2 separate regions of the Mus musculus genome follow, and region 1 is linked to region 2. Evidence: chromatin contacts called from public Hi-C data. All regions are on one chromosome and are shown on one strand. The core of a region is the stretch at or near the end of the contact, and the rest is flanking DNA. Distances in the headings are between cores, read along the strand shown. Region 1 has its middle 36 kb from the start of Gm46162. Region 2 overlaps Gm36297 (a long non-coding RNA gene).

The links. Hi-C and Micro-C count contacts between places; a contact is called where the count stands out from the background.
Region 1: a contact with region 2 is called in a Hi-C map of the G1E-ER4 cell line, with 4 times the contacts expected there. The contact joins two enhancer-like sites. A contact is called at or near these places in 4 of 39 promoter capture datasets (the HPC-7 cell line, cranial neural crest, embryonic stem cells and 1 more), 9 of 484 Hi-C or Micro-C datasets (CD4 T cells, the G1E-ER4 cell line, the HPC-7 cell line and 3 more), 15 of 115 datasets of contacts at active chromatin or transcription factors (the HPC-7 cell line, VIP interneurons, acute myeloid leukemia and 9 more) and 1 of 9 other capture datasets (embryonic stem cells).

What each region holds. Positions count from the first base shown.
Region 1 is chr1:151,286,201-151,289,219 of GRCm38.p6, reverse strand. No RefSeq gene overlaps it. Among named protein-coding and RNA genes, the nearest start is that of Gm46162, 36 kb to the right of the region's middle. Within about 2 kb of position 1,514, at least 129 of the 459 cell types and tissues checked have an H3K27ac peak or open chromatin away from gene starts, as enhancers often do. A contact at or near this core is called in the G1E-ER4 cell line, the HPC-7 cell line, bone marrow-derived macrophages and 1 more, where this site is marked.
Region 2 is chr1:151,072,958-151,075,918 of GRCm38.p6, reverse strand. Gm36297 (a long non-coding RNA gene) reads right to left here. Exons shown (of 4, transcript XR_387468.4): 3 at 194-272. It overlaps Gm36139 (a long non-coding RNA gene), which reads left to right. Exons shown (of 3, transcript XR_387463.3): 2 at 493-611; 3 at 1,124-1,459. Among named protein-coding and RNA genes, the nearest start is that of Gm36077, 9.5 kb to the left of the region's middle. Within about 2 kb of position 1,263, at least 51 of the 459 cell types and tissues checked have an H3K27ac peak or open chromatin away from gene starts, as enhancers often do. A contact at or near this core is called in the G1E-ER4 cell line, the HPC-7 cell line, bone marrow-derived macrophages and 1 more, where this site is marked.

The sequences.
Region 1 (3,019 bases), core at 265-2,764, 210 kb before region 2:
CCAGCTGGCCAGTAAGCCCCACCTCTCATGGCCTCCCTGATGCTAAGATTGATTCAGCCTGACTTTTTATGTGGTTTTTTTTTTTTTACATCAGTTTTTGTTTCTTTGTTTCTTTGATTGTTTTTGTTTCGAGATAGCGTATTACTGTACTGAGCAGTACAGATAGGCAACAGTAGAACAGTGGAAACTCAGACCCCACATTCTACCAATGCCCGGGATTCCACTTGACTGCCTTACTCCATAGAGTGAGGTGTAGTCTCCAGAAGTGTCTGTCTATGTGTTTCAGAGAGCCATGGTGCTACTGTAAGAGGATCAAGCCAAGAAGTGTGGTATACTCAAGGGCCGTGGTATCAACTTTGACTGTTTTCTCTGTGCTGTTCGTATGAAACTCACAATTATTGGGAAAGAAAGATGCTCTCTGAAGTCCACATGACATTTCCTACTGAAGAGGTAGGAGAAACAATGGAAAATCATTCCTTCACTCTATAATGGATCTAGCTGATGCTCGGATACCCCAAGAGCACAGGAGCAAAGGAGTGCAGAATTGATCTCTAAACTAGAATTTCCACATGTGGGGTTGGATATTATAGTGCTCTGGGCTTCCGGTCACTTTGTGTTCTTCCTAGACAGTGGAGTGTTCACCGTGGCCAAGTGAGATGAGCGTGTGACAACTACAGATCAAGAAGGTTCTAGAACACCTTCCTTAGAAGTTGTAAACTGGGAGCATGCCCATCAGGCTGTCTGTAAGAGCTTCCAGAGTTGTCTGCAGAAATGGGACGACATCAACAGTACAGGATCTCGAAGCAGCTAACCCTATTGCTTCTATAGACAAGAAGCAGAGCGCACTGAGTGTGTGCTGTTGGGCAGCCTCCTTTCTTCACTTACACCGTCCTGGGTCCCTGGAATGGTTCCATTGACAATTAAGAAGAGTCTTTCCACATTAACTAATGTAACCAAAATAATCTCTCGTCGTCATACTTGGGAGTCTATCTCCCAGTTGACTGCAGATTCTGTTAAATTGACTCTAACCATCATACCAGCAAACCATATTCTCTGTCTCTAGAGTAATTTTTATGGAGGATGAATGAGGTAGAATTCTAGAATCAGACACAAATCATTCTCATTTTGGAAAATTGTAACCAAATAAGAAGTTTTTGTATTCCCCCCCCCCGCCCCCCCCGTGCACTGAGAGCCAACCCAGGGCCTAGTCAGAGGACATAATGCATTATGCATTTCTTTTTAAATTTGTGGGTGTTGTGCACATGTCTGTCTCTGTACCACATGCATGCCATCTCTGCAGCTCCCAACATAGATAGCATGATAGCACTCCTGAACAGCAGAGATCTGAAGTCTGAGACACTCACTGTGAGTGCATACTGTTCCTTTCCCCCTACCTCAGACTAAGCCAGACATGAGGTGGCTCCGTCTTTCTGCACTTGCTTGCTGAACACAGAGGGAAGTGACAGGGACGAGGCTGAGCCACGGGCAGGATGCTGTCCCTTCACCCTGACTCAACGATGTCTGCGCCAGCTTCCTTCCCTTTCTGCTGTTTCTCTTCCTGTTTGTGTTGGAGCCCTGGCAGGTCTCAACCTTCCTGCGTTCCATGGAAATAAACGTGTACGTTTGTGAGTGTGCGCTAAGATTGGTGTGGCCTCTTCAGGCAAAGCACAGTTCATTCTCCTTATGGGAAAAAGGAGAGTCTATCGGGCCAAACAGCAGCTTTCTCAATGGTGGCTCGTTTTTTGCCCGAGATAAACATCTTGGACAAATTAAGGCATCAAACCGTCTGCTCCCCTGTCCACTTCCCTCCTGGCTGCTGAGGAGGTGGTTAGAGAGCTTATTTTACCTCTCCTAATCAGGGCTGGCATTTCATCTTTGAGTTTAGTGCCAAACTTTACTTTTTTTTTTTTTTTTTTTGCCATTTTACTGCTTTGAACAGATAGCATCAGCTGGTTGGTGGCAGTAGTTGCTGTGGAGGTGCACGCCTTTAATCTCAGCATTCCAGAAACAGAGGCAGGTGGATCTCTGAGTTTAAGGCTAGCCTCATCTATAAAACATGTTCCAGGACCGCCAGGGCTATGCAGAGAAACCCTGTTTTGGAAAGCAAAGCAAAGCAAAGCAAAACAAAACAAAACAAAACACAAACAAAAAAATTACAAAATGAAGAATGGAAGAGAGAGACAGGATGTCTTACTCTGGCTCAGACCCCATTGTCTTTCTCTTGAAAGTGGTAGGATTATGAATGTGGCACCAAAGCCTTGCTTTTTTTTTTTTTTAATTATTTTTATTCCATTTTTCTGTGTGAGTACGTGCACTCATGTGTGTGGGGTCAGAAGGCAACTTATGGGTTGCTGAGAATGGCTTGATGATCCTTTCCTTCTGTCTCCTACACCCCAGGGACAGAAGTCAGGTCCTTGGGACAGTGGCATGTTCCTTTTCTTACGGGGCCATTGCTTTGTTCTTCATGTATAGAGGCATCTGCTCTAACTATAGACTGTTCATAGGATGGATTTTGTGAATGCATATATTTAAAAAAGGTAGACTTTCTCCCCTGCCTGAAAATTTTATTTCCCAAGAATTAGTTTTTATTCTGATTTAGATTTCTTAATAAGACCGAGGTGAGAGCTCTGACATTAGAGACAGTTCATTAATTGTTCCATTGTTTGTATGTCCCAGACTGGCTGTGTGACTATGTGCTAATTACAGACCTAAGTGGCAATTTCCAGGAATCCATGGGCTGAATACACAAGGCTTTAGCCTCCTCTTCTCTAATGTTTGTATTAAGATTGGATTTAAAAAAAAAAGAACTATCTTATTATGGGACTCTTTAGGCAATCTCCATGATCCATGATATTATTACTTTAAATATTTTGATTTTCGCTTCTCTCTCAGAAGATGATAGTAGTACTCCTTCAGTTTGGGAGTCAGTTTGAAAGACAAAAATATGTGCAGTTAAGCATTAGTCCCTCGTTTTAAAAGTAACCTTCTGATGAGCAATTATGACATGTCTATTCTAGTA
Region 2 (2,961 bases), core at 14-2,513:
CATTCTCTTGTTGCCCAAGTTCTACGTAGCTAGTCTCTATCTTTCTCTAAACGGTATAAAAACTGTCCTGGATCAGAAAGCTGCTGCTCATGAGATGAAATTGCAGGTGGCACATTAGAACATGCTTTTCCCTAACAGCAGCACACTGACTTAGTCATCACACTTCCTCTATCCCAGCGATGCCAAAACTTACAAGCTTCGTGTACCCTGTCCTCCGGAAAATGACTTCCAAGTTCTTTTCTTCTTTGGAGGTAAATTGCTCATGTAGATTCCTAGAAAAGGAAATGTATTTCATGTCAGTTCCAGAGACAGCCTCACGTATGTGGCCTAATATGCCTTTTTAATGGTCTAGATCAAGTAATAGCCAAATGCAAAATTTAAAAATTATCCTTCCTTCTACCAGGAAGTCAACAAACACAAAGTAATTTCAGGATGGGTTCATACATAGGGGGAAAGAATAACTGTGCCATTGTACTTTTTGTTACTCAACAGGTTCAGGACGCCCCTAACAACAGCTCTTGGTAGAGCAGAGGTTTGAGATCAGGTGTGAAACCTTGCAAAAGAGTCATTTTCCAGTTTCAGTGTTGCTGGAATATCACCACTGGGCAGAGGTGAGGCTTAAGCTCCAAACTTCCCCTTAAACTGTGTAGAATTGGCACCTCAGGCTTACAGGTCAGTTTCACAATCTGTAATATTCAGGTATGGCGGAGGTTTACCTAGAAAGACCAGAATCAATGTCTTAGATGTGGCAACCGAATATGTGTCTGTGTTCTAAGACAAGTGCGGCAGGGAAACCACTGAGGTAGACGACGTTCAGTCACTGCGATGTGTGCTTGCTGAGCAGCCACGCTAGCAGTGACAGTTTCCCTTTGCTTTCTCGTTTGAAAGCAAGCAGAGTTCAGAGCAAGCAGTGGTCCACTGGCTCTCTAAAGAAGATATAATGTGCTTTGTATTCCAAGATGATAATGAAGTTTATATCAGAGACACATGGTTGGACATGCTCATACTTTCCTCTGGCATCCCACAGTTAGGCATTCATCTTGTTTTATATTCACATATCCATGCAAAGGTCTTACCACTCCACGTTTGGTTTACTGTCGCCCATGTCTCATTTCCCCTCCAGCCCTTGCCTTGCCTCCCACTGGAACACCGAAGAGAGATGGAAAGGGGCGCACACGGAGGACACTCAGAACAGTCTGTAAGATTCAACTTATCTAAGAAACTGCTTGCAACTGAACTTTGATAGGCACGACTGTGGTGGCAAGAGAGAGAAGCAGTTTGAGGAAGTGCGTCTAGAAGATACTTAAAAAGGAATAGAGAGGAAGTTCTCTGCCATGCATATGCAAATTCCGATTTGTATTTGAGCCTGCCAATAAATCCTTCTGGAAGTTTTTTTATTTTTTTTTTTTTTGCATTTATGTATTTTATGTCGCATTAAACTGTGCCATTTTTGGATTTATTCTTTATTTCTTTATTTATTTATTATATCTAAGTACTCTGTAGTTGTCTTCAGATGCACCAGAAGAGGGCGTCAGATCTCATTACGGATGGTTGTGAGCCACCATGTGGTTGATGGGATTTGAACTCAGGACCTTTGGAAGAGCTGTCAGTGTTCTTAACCACTGAGCCATCTCAGGCCGTGGATTTATTCTTAATAATCCATTTTGGAGAGTTTACATTGAGCTGCTGATAAAGACCATCTTCACTTAATGAAGCAAACTGGAAAGTATAGTGTGTTGTATGATCTTCATATATCATGGCTCCATTGCAGAATGAGCTTGGTTCTATTCTGAATACTGAAGAAATGTAGAAAGAAGGAGACTACATTTGGTGACAATTATGGAATGAAATTGAGGCACATGCGGGTGATATTTTTATTAATTGCCCTTCAGTATTCGTTTCCATTCTTAGCAATAGCTTTGGATTTTACCTTGCTGAGAATAAAGACTGTTTCCCATCTCGACTGAAGCAATTCGTGGCCACGTGCCTAAGTGCCGGAGAGTGGACTATGGGTAAAGGTATGCTACTTTCTCTATTTTTCCAAGAATGGGAAACGAAGGAAGCTTGTGAATAGAAATCTAGTCTTTTGGACCCTGGAGCTCCACATCAATGTTAAATAATCGACTTCTAGGGTTTTCTATGAGGAAGGAACTGGTTTGTTTAAACCTATATCATATTAGGTATAATTTTGGGGTAGGGGAAACAGGACAGAATTTCAACTGATGTGTAATTATAAATTTGGAGGTTGATTTTAGCATTTTTTTTCTGTTAAAGTGATGTCACGCTGAATTCTAGAGTTTGAGATTCTGTTTTTAGAGGCCTCACACTTTAGATTGGGCCACTCCTATTCAAGCTGAAGTAATGTTGATGTAAAAGCCAATATATGTTATTCAGTGGCTGTTATTCAAGTTTCTAAGAATAGAGAAGTGTGAAAGTAATCATTTGATTTGAATTATTGATTCCCCTTTTCTGAACAGAAGTGGGCTTCCTTTCTAGCTACGTTTGTCCTTAATATCACTCCACCTCAGATTGGGGCTCTCAGATAAACATAGTTTTAGTATTTCGGTCTTATAAAGAGATACAACGTTCACTTAAATTCACTCTGTGTAGAAGTGTGTAGCAGTGGGGGATGGGGGACTGGGGGTACCCGTCAGAAAGTCCCAGATGCCAGGAAAGCAAGAGGCTCCCAGGGCCCAACGGGAATAACATTAGCTGAAATACCCAACAAAGGGGAGAGAGAACCTGTAGAGACCATATCCAGAGGTTAGGCATGGCCCCTGGTTGAGGGATGGGGCCACCCACCTACCTCAAAAATTTTAACCCAGAATTGCTCCTGTCTAAAGGAAATACAGGGACAAAGAGTGGAGCAGAGACTGAAGGAAAGGCCATCCAGAGAATGCCCCACCTGGGGCTCCATCCCATATGCAGCCACCAAACTCAGACACTATTGGGGATGCCAAG